Regions from separate parts of the Canis lupus genome. Here region 2 is linked to region 1. The links are chromatin contacts, called in public Hi-C maps. All regions are on one chromosome and are shown on one strand. Each heading gives the region's core, a stretch centred on a gene start, on an enhancer-like site or on the middle of the called end of the contact. The rest is flanking DNA. Distances are from core to core; before and after follow the strand shown. Region 1 has its middle 71 kb from the start of ZNF648. Region 2 holds the start of LOC100687029 (transmembrane epididymal protein 1A-like).

Region 1 (6,606 bases), core at 1,168-3,667:
GCAGCCCTAAATCCCAGTCTTGAACCCACATTAGCGAAACAATCTCAACTCACTTGCCCTATTTGAGCCTCAGTTTCCCACCTGTAAAATGGAGGAGACAGAGGTACTTAAGCCACCGAGTTATGAGAATTCAATAATTTATTTCTGCCAGGGTACATAGTTAATACTCAGAGGGTAGTAGCTGGTGTCAGCTGGTAATATGCCAAGGACCCAAAAATGTGTCTTCTAAGCTGCCCCAAGCATACAACTAATTTAAAACATTCGAAAATATTTTCATTATCTGAATCATATGGTTATACATACTCATCTGAATAGTTAGCTCCTTGTTTTGAATATTATATAGCAATCTTTGGAAAATGAAATAAAATATCATTCTTTTCTTTCCTTTTTTCTTTTTCTTTTTATCCCTTTTGTAAAAAAATTTTTTTATTGGAGTTCAATTTGCCAACATATAGCATAACACCCAGTGCTCATCCCGCCAAGTGCCTCCCTCAGTGCCCATCACCCAGTCACCCCAACCCCCCGCCCACCTCCCTATCTACTACCCCTTGTTCATTTCCCAGAGTTAGGTGTCTCTCGTTTTTTTCTAGACAAGAATTCAGCAGGGAGTAGATGAGGAACCCATTTTCCATCACTTTCCAAATATTACCAGGGAACTCAACACGTTCCAAGACTAGATTTTGGAAACTGCTTCAGAGGCCCCATTCAAAGAGAAGTTTGTTGGGCTAAAGTCACTTTCATCATTTTGGTTAGGAATCGACTCTTAGTGACCAATCCTACCAGGGATAAGTGGTAAATAATTTTTTTTTTCAATCTTTCTGATGCCAAATTCTACAGAGTAGGAATTTTAAATCCATGAATCCTGCTAATGCTAACATTATGACTACTAATTATTTTCATAGCTGATGTTCATTGAGAGCTTACTAAGCGCTGGGTGGACCTTTCATGACTGTTTTGCATGTGGTCAGGAACAACTCTGAGCCTGGCACTATTATTAGCCTCTTTCGACAAACAAGGAACTAAGGCACACAGATGTGGAGAAACTGACCCTTGGCCTCCCAACTCCTAAGTGGAGAGCTGGGACTCAGCCAGGCAGTCTGGCCACTGTGCTCAGACGTAACGCCTCATCATCCCAGGAAACTTAGGACCCTGGGTCGAGTATATGTAAACTGTTTCATTTTTCGCAAGGAGGAACTTATTTTCACAAATTGCTTATAACTACGACTCCATGCAAGATATGGAAAACTGGGATGTCTGGGTGGTTCAGTGGTTGAGCATCTGCCTTTGGCTCAGGTTGTGATCCCGTGGTCCTGAGATCGAGTCCTGCATTGGGCTCTTCCTGGGAGCCTGTTTCTCCCTCTGCCTGTGTCTCTGCCTCTCTCTGTGTCTCTCATGAATAAATAACAATCTTAAAAAAAAAAGATATTGAAAACTAATAGCGTTGTTTTGTTTCCATGGTTTTATGTTGGCATTTCTCTTTTTTATGCTTATTTTTTCTTATTTACAGAAATGATACTGACTTTACACATAAAGTGAAACTATAGTGTTTTCTTCTGGAGCAAACTGGTTTAAGTAAGAAAATCAGCTTCAAAGACAGTGATGAAGTCTTTCGCAGTGTCACTAGCTGTATGTGGACATGGTTGGCAAAGGGCTTGTGGGTCTGGGACTTGCTGAGCATCATACAAGCCCTGCCGCCATCTCTGGTCAGTGGAGTGGTATGTCCCTGGACAGGTCCAAGTGGCAGATGACACCCAGCTGAGGCTGGGGTACAGAGGCAAGCTCTCACCCTCCCTGACCTCATGATCCTCTGGGAGGTCGGTCTCATGTCTTACTTACATTCTTAGTCACCTTGTGACCAGCTTTTCTGGAAAATGTGGCCAGAAGGGGCTCCAACCCCTTCTCGGGATTAACATGCTCCCGCTTTGCTAACTCTCTTTAATGTTTTTATTCAAAATATTTATTTCAATACTGCTCTGAAAGGGCGAACGTTGTTCAGGTACTGCCTGCCCCACAGCTGATTTCTAAAGCTGCCAAGGACAAGAAAGGAGAGAATATTGCTGAAGACTTTTAACAGGCTCAATAAACATCATATTTAATGATTCTTTTAAACCTTTAAACCCTGCCCTTATCATTGGCCTGACCACTTTTCTATTTTTTTTTTCTTTTTAAACCTGCATTTTGTAAGAAAATGGGGAAAGGGAGCAATAGTGTGGCCTGGAAAACCAGGGTGTTTACTGCCTAAAGGAACCAGAAGTTCGCACAGGCCTGGTTGGCCCAAGAAGTGACAGCTCAGCACCCGGAGGGGAGGGGGGGAAGGACTCCCCTCCGGCAGCCACCTCCCCCCACCCCTTCCAGGACAGCAGCAGCAAGGCAAGAACAAAACATTTTTTAAGCGATCTGGCCAGAACTGGTCCCCCGCCCTGCGCTCCCGGGCCAGAGCAATCTTGCCTCCCCGCGGCGAACCTGCCCTGCCCCTGCCCGGACTCCCACTCCCTGCAGCCGCTGCCAGCTCGGCTCCCGCCGCACCCACAGCAGGCCGGCCACGTGGGCGGGAGGGTGAGGAGCCCAGCACGGGAAAGACAGCTCAGCCGGCTGGCCCCTGCCCCTGAAGGAAACAGGCAGGGGCAGGGAGGAAGACAGACTGTTCCCTGCAATCTGATCACCTCCGGGCGTGCACCGAGGCCCAGGGGCGAAGCCGGTTAGGCCAGGCTGGAAAACCGAGCGGTGGCTGTTTCGGGGCAGATCAGAAGCACGTTGCACTGAGGGGAGCACTGGGTCTTACTTATTCTATGTGTTGGCAAATTGAACACCAATACAAAATAAATTTATATATATATAAAAAGAAAGAAACACGTTGCTGGAGAACGGGGTGGGGGATGGGGATGGGGGGATGGAGGGGTGGGGGTCAGGCGGGCCCCGAGCGTGCACTGCAGCGAGGCTGGACGCTGGGCGTGGGGCCGGGCCAGGGCCAAGCGGCCCCGGTGGGGGCAGAAGGACTGTATATAATGCTCTGTTTGTGAGCTGAGATTCCAGCTCCTGGGGTGGCCCCTGGCAGCTGTCTCGGCCTCACAGTGAGAAATCTGGAACAACAAAACCGTGGGGACAAAGGGTCTCTGGCCAGAGGGGCTGAGTGCTTCACAGGGCCAGTAGCCCTCCAGTGCTGGGGACACAGGTCAGCCCCCCAGGAGGCTAGGGCCGAGCTGTCCAATGAGGTTTATGGGGTTTCGGCTGCATGCACTCTGCAAGGCTCTCACTGCATATTCCATCGAATTCGTGTCACGGTATGGAAATTCTCACCGAATTGGAAACCCAGAAGCAAATGGCCTTTCTTCCCCAGGTTAGGGACGCCCAGAGTTGCCCAATTTCACATCAGTGCGGTTTGTTTGAAAAGGAAATTAGAGGTCAGATGGGAATTTTGTCACTAGGAAACCAGGGGAACATGCACCCCTTTAGCTTCCAGCCCAGGCAAGGGTGTGGGGACCGCAGGGTCTCCGCGTCTCACCTCTGAGCCACCACCTATGAGCTCCCCACCTCCCGGTTCAGCCTGGGGGCTCCTCCCACCTGCCCAGCCTCCGCGGCTTTCCCGCAGCCGCTACTCTAGCGCCATCTGGTGGCCGCCGCTGCTAATTCACGGCTGATCCGGATGGAATTTTCGGAGTTAAAGCGGCTAAATCAGAGTCACCTGGCTCAGCTGTGTGAGGTCCACCTGTCCTTTGGCTCTGCCAGTTATCTGCACATTATTATCACTCTTCCCCTGTTTCCGCAGGATTGGCCAGTTCTCAGCTGCTTCATCTCACTAACTGGCCTCTGGTGTTATTTTCATGGGGCCCCCAAATCAGGGAGATCTTGCTCTGTTTGTTACAGTTTTGCCAATAGATCAACATTTTCATTTGAATTTTTTTCCATTTTCTAGAGGGTTCTTCTCTCCCTCTCCTCCTAAGAGTTTGGGACATGGGACGTGTTTCTGAGAGTTTGGTTTTAACCCTGTGAGAATGGCATAAAACTGCATTTTGTTCAAATTTGTCGCTCCCTACCAAGGCTCAATCTCGACCCCTCTGTTCAGTCACAGGTGAGTTCCTTGCCCTCCTGGAAGCCCTCCCTGGGAATGCAGGTGAGAGACTTCACTCTGCTTTTGACCAGGACGCTCAGTCTGGCGTGTGACTCTGATCCACAGAGCCGGAGCAAGCCCGATGGGTAATGAACGTGGAGGCCAAGCTTGAGCGAGAAGGGGTTTGTCCAGAGCAGCAGCCTCAGATGCACTTGGAAGGGTAAATGCCCATTGCAAAACAGGAGGATGGCCAAGGCCGGGACCAGAGGGACAGGGTCAGGCCAAGGCCATAGGGCAAAGCAAAAGCCAGAAAGAGGAGAGGCGTTGGGTCTGAGGAGGCCATGCGAGATCTGGGGGAAATTATGAAGAAGCTCAAGGCTCTAATCAGAGTCCTGCTCCATGGCACCAGTTCAAGTGAACAAGTTGCAAGTCTGCAGGGCTGGCTCAGATTCATGGGGCCAAACGTACTCCCCAGATGTCTAGTTATTGTTTCTCCAAGGAGGTCTATCAAGACCTCATGTAAATAGAACCCCCCTGTAAGGCACCCTCAGGATGCAATGCCCACAGTGGGTACAGTGCACAGGTATCTCCGGGCCCTTTATCACAGTGATATAGTAGGTTGGTCAATAGGGCCTTCATTTATATAGGGCTTTCTGTAAATGTTAATTTTTTTAAACATTTATTCATTTTCATTCAACCAGCGTTTTTTAGTGGCTACTAATGTGCTACGTAGTGTTGGGTAACAGAGCAGCAAGGCAAGTAAGACAGCTCTAGACTATACTGACTTGCAGTTGTGGAGAGAGAACCATATACACAGTACAACTGGGACAGCATTATCTCTCAGTGGTTTTACAGAACCTCTGTGCAGTACCTGGGGAGGACATCCCTATGATCACATGGCCAGAGTGGCTGACTTTCTGGGACTCTGTTTTCTTTCCTGTAGAATGGTGCTTGGGGAACATTAAAGCCAATGTTGTTGGTAAAGTGCTTAACATTGTGTCGGCATACAGTAGTTGCCTCATAAATGCTGGCTATCCGATGATAATGATAAAGTTGAGAGTTCAGAAACGTAATAGAATTGGCCCACAGGGGCAGCCCAGGTGGCTCAGTGGTTTAGCGCCGCCTTCAGTCCAGGGCCAGATCCTGGAGACCTGGGATCCAGTCCCATGTTGGGCTCCCTGCATGGAGCCTGCTTCTCCCTCTGCCTGTGTCTCTGCCCCTCTCTCTCTGTGTTTCTCATGAATAAATAAATAAAAAATTAAAAAAAAGAATTGGTCCACAGTTTTCCACAGGTAGTAATGGAGAAAATGTGAGCTCATTTTTTTTGTTTTGTTTTGTTTTTTATTTTCACTATTTTTTTAATAAATTTATTTTTTATTGCTGTTCAATTTGCCAACATATAGAATAACACCCAGTGCTCATCCCGTCAAGTGCCGCCCTCAGTGCCCGTCACCCAGTCACCCCCCCCACCTCTCCTTCCACCACCCCTAGATCGTTTCCCAGAGTTAGGAGTCTCTCATGTTCTGTCTCCCTTTCTGATATTTCCCACTCATTTTTTCTCCTTTCTGTGGGCTCGTTTTGATTCAAAACTCAGTACCCTTCCCTGTACACTTTACTGCCTCTTAAAGTACTGTCTTAGAGACAGACATAACAGCTGGGTGGTTAAGTGCTTTCAATTGCTTTTCTGCGTAAAGTTGATATGAAAAGCTGTGATTTAGGAGGTAGACAGGCCAATGACTGTTGGCTCACCAAGTACCAGTCACAGCTGTGATTCTTCCTCCACACCACCTTGCACCTGAATCAGAAATCACACAGAACATTTAGAGGCATGAAAGGGAGCTGTGAATTCAATATACAGAAGATAGATTTTCCTTATTCCAGGCACTGAAGTGAGTGTCAGTTTGGATGAGAAATACACCAGGATCAGTGAGGCCACAGCCTCCAGAAAATCTTTCTCGGCAAGTTCCTCTTGAGGCACAGGAATCTGTGTCTTTAAGACTCTGATGGCAAGCAGGTTTGAGAAGAACCGAACTAGACACGTCCCGGGGTTGGGGGCGCGGGGGGGGGGGGCGGTGGCGGTCTGTGTGTCTATGGGCCCAGCTTCTCCAGGGAAGGAGGGGTCAGTCGAACTCCAAACAGGGCTGGGAATGAAAAGCAACTGAACCACGAAGGATGGAAGTCAGCAAGAAGCTGTGGACGCCAAGGAGTGACTTGAATTCTGGCTGCCCAGGAGGGTGATGCGAGTCTGAGCTCTGTGGTGCTGCAGCCCTCCTTGGCCAGCTCATGGCTGCTGGCAAAAGACTAGTTCTTGTAATTTAGAAACAGCAAAGAGTACTGTGTGGATGGAGCAGATGGATCTAGGTAAATCTCATCAAGAATTCAGCAAGATCAGAGCACCTGGGTGGCTCAGTGGTTGAGCGTCTGCTTTCAGCTCAGGTCGTGATCCTGGGGTCCTGGAATCGAATCCTGCATCAGGGTCCCCACAGGGAGCCTGCTTCTCCCTCTGCCTGTGTCTCTGCCTCTCTCTGCGTGTCTCTCATGAATAAATAAATAAAATC
Region 2 (6,606 bases), core at 2,543-5,042, 190 kb before region 1:
TGTTGGGTAAAAACAATGTCTCATTAATATTAACTTCACTATTTTGTTGTTAATGTGCTTTTCAAAAACTTAAAATTACATGTTATATTTGATTTCCATGGAACAGAACAGTCCAAATAGTTTCTAATGTCTGTTGTATGTGTGTATATAGAGATGTATGCCTTCAGCTGAATTGTAAGCTCTTTGAGGGTGAGGACTATGTCATATGCTTTTTTTTATATGCCTTGCTATACTCAGTAGAATCAACAGCTGTAACAAATTCTTATTTACTGAATTCCTAAAGACCTTCTTGCTCATTCTAGCATTTCATGCCAAACAAATGGCACTGTTTATGCCTGAGGCCCCTTGAGAATGGGGGTGGAAGGGCAGGTTCGAGGGGCATCTCAGTGTGGAACAGCCAGGACATGAAGGACCTCCACGGACTCCTGTGGTCAAGTGGCATTTCCCTCATGAAACAGCTGTCCAGGCACTCGTCCACAGACTCTGGAGCTGTCTGCCAGTTCCGGTAATCATTCACCACCTTTGGCTTCCTTCTTGGCTACTTGTGGGCAGTGTCTGGTTTGGGAAGAGTGATTCCTATCTTCAAAGCCTGAGATCAGGATGTTCATGTTTTAATGAACAACATGTAGTGCTGGGGTCTGGCCAAGGTGGGGGGCCTGAGCATCCCAGATGGGACCTTAAGTGGAGCTACTTGTCCTCATATGTGCCACTTTCAACTTCCCATTTGGGTCAGTGCTACTAACCTCCCTCCTCCCCTGACTATTGGCAACCAGCTCACAGCTTCCAGAAACAAGTGGGAAAATGAATGTGGGAGCTGGATTGAACTCTGCTGCCCCCACCTTACACAGACCACAGCCTTGAAGTATGAGCAGCAATATTCAAAGTGACTAAATACAGCTCCCTGGGGCCTGCAGACCATGTATTCCCCAGCCCAGCCCTACTATTACTTACAGGAGTGATGAACCCTGTGCTTCTCCCAGAACAAATCTAAAAAAAAAAACAAAGAGAATCCCTGGGGTCCTCGCCTCCCTGACTCACTTCAGAAGTGTCACTTAGATTTTCCTTTTGCATTCCTCTGCTCTGCCATGCTCTCCAGGCATTTTGATAATTCACCAAAAGAAAGAAACAGGAGATAAATATGCTCACATCTATGCAACAACATTCATGCTCTTTTATTTTCACTTCAATAGAAAGTTAAATTCAATCCTCAATTTTTTCAGATAAGAGGTATGATATACAGCAAATGAAGGGAGAACTAGAATTAGAACCCAGATTTATGACTTCTGGTTGATACATTTTCCACTTCCTTATGCTGCCTTCCTAAAATTGCACTTCTATACCTCAATGATGGGTCACCTCCAGATTACAAGACTAAAGATGATTTTTAATGTTCTTTTTGCTTATATATTTACCTGATTTTTTACAGTGACTATACATCAATTTAAAAAAACCCAAACATCTGGGGCATCTGGGTGGTTCAGTTGGTTAAGTGTCTGACTCTTGATTTCAGCTCAGGTTATGATCTCAGGGTTCTGAGATCAAGCTCTGTGACAGGCTTCACACTGGGCATGGAGCCTGCTCAAGATTCTCTCTCTCCCTCTCCCTACACTGCCCCTACATCCGCACTCACATGCTCTCTCTCAAAAAGAAAGAAAGAAAGAAGAAAGAAAGAAAGAAAGAAAGAAAGAAAGAAAGAAAGAAAGAAAGAGAAAAACCTAAAACTAAATTTTAAAATAAGCAAATTCCTTCATAAAGCAGAATTAAACTTCATTTTTCCAACTTGCCTTCACACTCAAATCTTAGCCCTACCGAATCTCTCAATAGTAAGAAGCAATCTGAATTACTGTGATCCTTAAGGGCAGAGAGAGATTGAATTTTTCTGGAATCAAGTGAACTTGAGAAAAAGGTATTTTGATAGGAGTGAGGGCTCAGAAGCAGTGCTATAAACTGGGTGTAAATTCTCCTCCTCTCCTCCAGGGGTGCTGTTGGCATACAGGTGCTGCCTCTCTGCCCCCAAGACATTGCTTATACTGTGAGGCTGATGATTATGCAGAAGACAGTGATGTCAGCATGGTTCATGCTGAGTGATGCACTTCCTCCTTCCTTAGCACAACTGTCATACCTGGGAAAACTCCTATTTCAGTACCTACTGCAATAAACCCAAAACTATTTTGGGCCCCGGGGATGCCTCACGTTCCCTGTGCCTTTTTCTCCACCATTCTCTGCATTATTTTTTTTTCCATAAACAGATAAATGCATTAACAGATAAATGAAGCTGATGGGCTAATTCACATTAAAATACAAACGGCCAACACCAACTCACTGGAGTCACTCACTCAACAGTATCTGCATTTTAAGGATTTGACTTTAATCCCATGAATCATGGGAGCAAAATGACATGAAATATGAATTTCTTATGGATATTACACCTTGACAGATTTGTAGTGAAGAAGTCTATGGTAGGCTGTGGCTAAGTGATGAGGCTTGAGGTCATTTCAGGTCAATGTGGCAGCAGTCAGGAAGTATACTGCATGAAAGCAAGGAACAAACTGAAACCTATGAGAACAAAATGAAACCTGTGTCTTTCTTTCACCACCTCATACTTCAACGGCAAGTGACTTATAGAAGAAGCTGGTGCCCCGACACTAAAAGAAACTAAGGGAGCTAGCTATAGGCTTGGTTGCTGCCCATGCCAAGGAGGTGAGCCAATGGACCAAAAACAGAATGCATGAGGTAGCCTGGGTGGCTCAGCAGTTGAGCACCTGCCTTAAGCTCAGGTCATGATCCCGGATCCAGCAATCAAGTCCTGCATATGCTCCCTGCGAGGAGCCTGCTTCTCCCTCTGCCTATGTCTCTGCCTCTCTCTGTGTGTCTCTCATGAATAAATAATATTAAAAAAAAAAAAAAACAGAATGCATGAGCTACAGTGGCAGGTACCCAACACTTCCAGAGTGTGTTCAGGTTGCTGCTTCACTTCCACCCTCAGATTCTCATGTAAATCTCTCTTGTAGCCAATCCAATCTGGAACTACATAAGGAAGGAAATTATGGAAAATATGGCTTAAGCTTAGTTAGGTTGACACACTATAAAACCACCACAGCCCCTGAAAATCAATATCAAAAAGTAGCTTTTCTGATCCATTTATTGGCCAGTAGAGATATTGAAGTGGGGTTAAGGGCACAGATGGAGATGTGAAGAAGAGGTGGAGGTGAAGGGAGATTTCTTGGGGATCTTCAGAATGTGTCTATAAAAGAAGAATAGAAAAGTCAGATGCTAGGTATGTATTATATGATCACATATCCAGATGTTTATAAATATATGTGTTCAGAAAGAGAACTTTACAACTAGACCAAAATTATGTCTGAATGGCCAGGCTACCTCAGGATACCACAGCAACCCCTTCCCCTATCCCATGCTCCTCTCTTCTTGTTTGCGTGCTGGGCAGCACAAGGGGAAGGAAGCCATGGGAAAAAGGGACAGGTGTGCACAGAAGTACCTCAAGGGCCATTGAAGGGAGCCTCTAAAAGCACATTCACAAGCCTTCTTCTTTGGCAGAAGTCAGTTAGTTCCTAATGTACCAGAATGGAATGGAACAATGGGGCTTTACTCCACCAAAGACGTAGGCTTACTTCAAGAAGCATTTCCTCTGTGGGGGAGCAGTAGGTGGGGTGAGATGATAAAAGTTGGTGGAAGGCAAATTCTTCCAAAATCCAGACCTTGAAGGGTCCCCAGAAGGTGTGGACTTGCCCAAATTTTGCTCTTCTCTCTTCATTAGACAGATCTGTAGTTCAATGGGAACCTTCATTGGTCATGTGTACCCAGGACTGTTTCTAATCTTATATGGACTGTATCAGGCAATAGTAGTCTCCAAAGCTGTGATATTCAAAGACTCTCTCCTGGATCCTTCATGCCATCCTACGAATAAGGGAAGATGGGCCAGGCTGTGGAAAATATCCTACAGAGGTTTGCTGAAGATGGTGACTGGCTCCATCTTAATAGCTTATGAGATCAGTTGCATTAAAGGAGGGTTGGTATTGATGAACAGACAATTGCCACCAAGATTTCTGTACCCCAAAGAGTGGCAGCATCTCACCATGTTCATCCTCCTCACCCTCAATGGCTGTGTAGATGTCATGAGCAGGAATTTGCTGCCTCAGAGGTGTGTGCTTCTAGAAAAAGGTTCCCTGGTCCTGACCTTCTACGTGCTCCTGCTCTTGTTGGTATCACATGTTCAGGACACAACAGGGATAGAGCTTCAGATTCATTATCTGCTCATCTTGGTGGTGTTCCTATTGATGCTGGTGTTGACTATAGAGCTGTGGACTCCCGACACATTTCAACTCTTGCTGATTGAGGCTTTTCTGTTTCTGATGATGGGCTCTTGGCTGATGCAGGCTGGCTTTATTCTGTACAGGCCAGTCACTGGCTACCCATGGCAGGATGATGACATCAGTGACATCATGTTCGTCACCACCTTCTTCTGTTGGCATGTGATGATCAATGCCTTGTGTCTGCTGGGAATCTATGGCCTCTCTGCCCTCTGGCATCGTTGTCACTGCCCCAGCTTGAAGCTGATGGGATCCAAAGAAGCTCCATATCACAAGGGCACAGTAGGACCCCTGTACAAATTGCTGCAGGAAGTGGAGCAGTCAGAGAAAGATGAGCAGGCTCTTCTCCTTTCAAAAAGCTCTTCCTGACACAGGGCCTAGAATGCCTGGCACACTGTCCACCCATCTGCCTCCTTGCGGGTTCTCTCAGACATGGGCACTGCACCCTTTTTGGTCTCCAGTGAAGGTAATGGCCATGAAGGAGAGCAGCTGATCTCCATCTGCTGGTACATCTCCTCCCTTTGAACGTCTAATTGCTGAGGAGATGAGGAGAGAGGAGCCTGGGAAAGGGTTGCTGATGGGACTCGTGGAGCAGTGGGGAGGGCACCAGGGTGGGTAGGTAAGGGTGCAAGAAGAGCTATGGGGGGCAGAAGATGTAATAGAAGGGAGGCCTTCAAAGAGAGGAGAGCAGAGTCCAGGAGTCATGCTGTCCGTGGCTACTTCTCCAGGCACAAGTGATTGCCTTTTACCTGAGAGTATAATGATTTCTCACAATTCAAAACTGTAATCATTCAAGTCTTATCCTGATAAAGATAAGTAGGTACTTCAGTTTGCTCACCAAAGTTGCACCACCATGTGGAAGTAATAGAAACAGAATTTATAATTAATTCATACTGGTTGAAAGTATTGAAAGTATGCTTTTTATGCTTCCTTCCCACTTTTAAGGACTGCTTTCATATCAAATCCAAATTAATAAAGTGAGACTTTATTAATGCTTAAGTATACTAACATTTCAAATGTGCAGAATTCAAATATAGAATTCAAATGCTCAGTACTTCTACTTCATATTGTATTGCTCCTATTCCAGTCAAAGCTTTTCTGTTTCACCACTACCACCACCTTCACACATGTCACTTTCTGGATGGAATCCTGGGTCTTTGCAAATATCACTCCTTTGCATCTCACAGAAAGCCATCAGTCAATCACATTTTTACCATGGTATTTGGTACGCAGCATAAAACCCACCTTCACCCTCACCCCACTGAGCACCCCAAAGAGGCCTTCTCCAAGAATTTTTACTGACTCCTTTGTTCTGGAACTCTTAAGAACTTATATGAAACCCGTTTTGTTAAGTTGTTCATACAGCTGATACATTGTGCTTTGTACTGTCTCTGAAATCATTTCTTTCTGGGGAGGTTTTTCCTCCCACCTAAAGCATTGACTCCTAAAGGGTAAGGACTTTGCCATATCCAAGTTACATAATTTCCTATATGTGCACCGAATATATAGCATAGGTGATGCTTAATAAAAGCTTATTTGCTTCCAGAATCTCTGCCTACCCTTGGTCCTTTTTTTTTTTTAAAGATTTTATTTATTTATGTATTCATGAGGGACACACACACACACACACACACACACAGAGAGAGAGAGAGAGAGAGAGAGATAGGCAGAGAGAGAAGCAGGCTCCATGCAGGGAGCCCGATGTGGGACTCGATCCAGAGACTCCAGGATCATGCCCTGAGCCAAAGGCAGACGCTTAACCACTGAGCCACCCAGGTGTCCCTAACCTTGGTCCTTCTGTGTTTCAGGATAGGTCCAATGTTCTATGAACCTCTGGGAAACACCAATAGTCCTAAAGCCTGAGTCATCTCCTTAGTAATAGCCCAGCTGTCTTCCTCGTTCCTGGGATAACAAAATCCACCAACCTATTTCTAAATTGTTTACTCTGTTATTGCCTTTTAATCCTCAAAAGTATTTCTATAAGGAACTTCCAGAAAACTGAGACTCAGCAGGCTGATTTACCCAAGCCTTAGCTGGTACGAGGCAAGACAGGAATTTGAGTACAGTTGTGTCTGACTCAAGCTGGTGACTGTGTCCCCTGGGCCATAGTGACTTTGCTAATAGCAATGGTGAGGGAAGTGATCCTCAAATTGAAATTGTTTTAAAAACGAGAAAAGAAAAGAAGGGAGAAAGGAAGAATAAAATGGTTACCCAGAAGGCCCAGCTGGAACAGGTGGCACAGTAGAAATACTTGAGATGTCCCCTAAAGGGTGCATCT

The links. Hi-C and Micro-C count contacts between places; a contact is called where the count stands out from the background.
Region 2: a contact with region 1 is called in a Hi-C map of blood, with 6 times the contacts expected there. The contact joins the promoter of LOC100687029 here to the enhancer-like site in region 1. A contact is called at or near these places in 6 of 9 Hi-C or Micro-C datasets (amygdala, blood and skin fibroblasts).

What each region holds. Positions count from the first base shown.
Region 1 is chr7:15,429,167-15,435,772 of UU_Cfam_GSD_1.0, reverse strand. No RefSeq gene overlaps it. Among named protein-coding and RNA genes, the nearest start is that of ZNF648, 71 kb to the right of the region's middle. Within about 2 kb of position 2,417, at least 10 of the 20 cell types and tissues checked have an H3K27ac peak or open chromatin away from gene starts, as enhancers often do.
Region 2 is chr7:15,624,022-15,630,627 of UU_Cfam_GSD_1.0, reverse strand. LOC100687029 (transmembrane epididymal protein 1A-like) reads left to right here and starts at 3,792. Exons shown (of 1, transcript XM_038542236.1): 1 at 3,792-5,006. The coding sequence starts at 3,792. The coding sequence ends at 4,697. The region is part of intron 3 of RGSL1 (regulator of G-protein signaling protein-like); the gene reads right to left.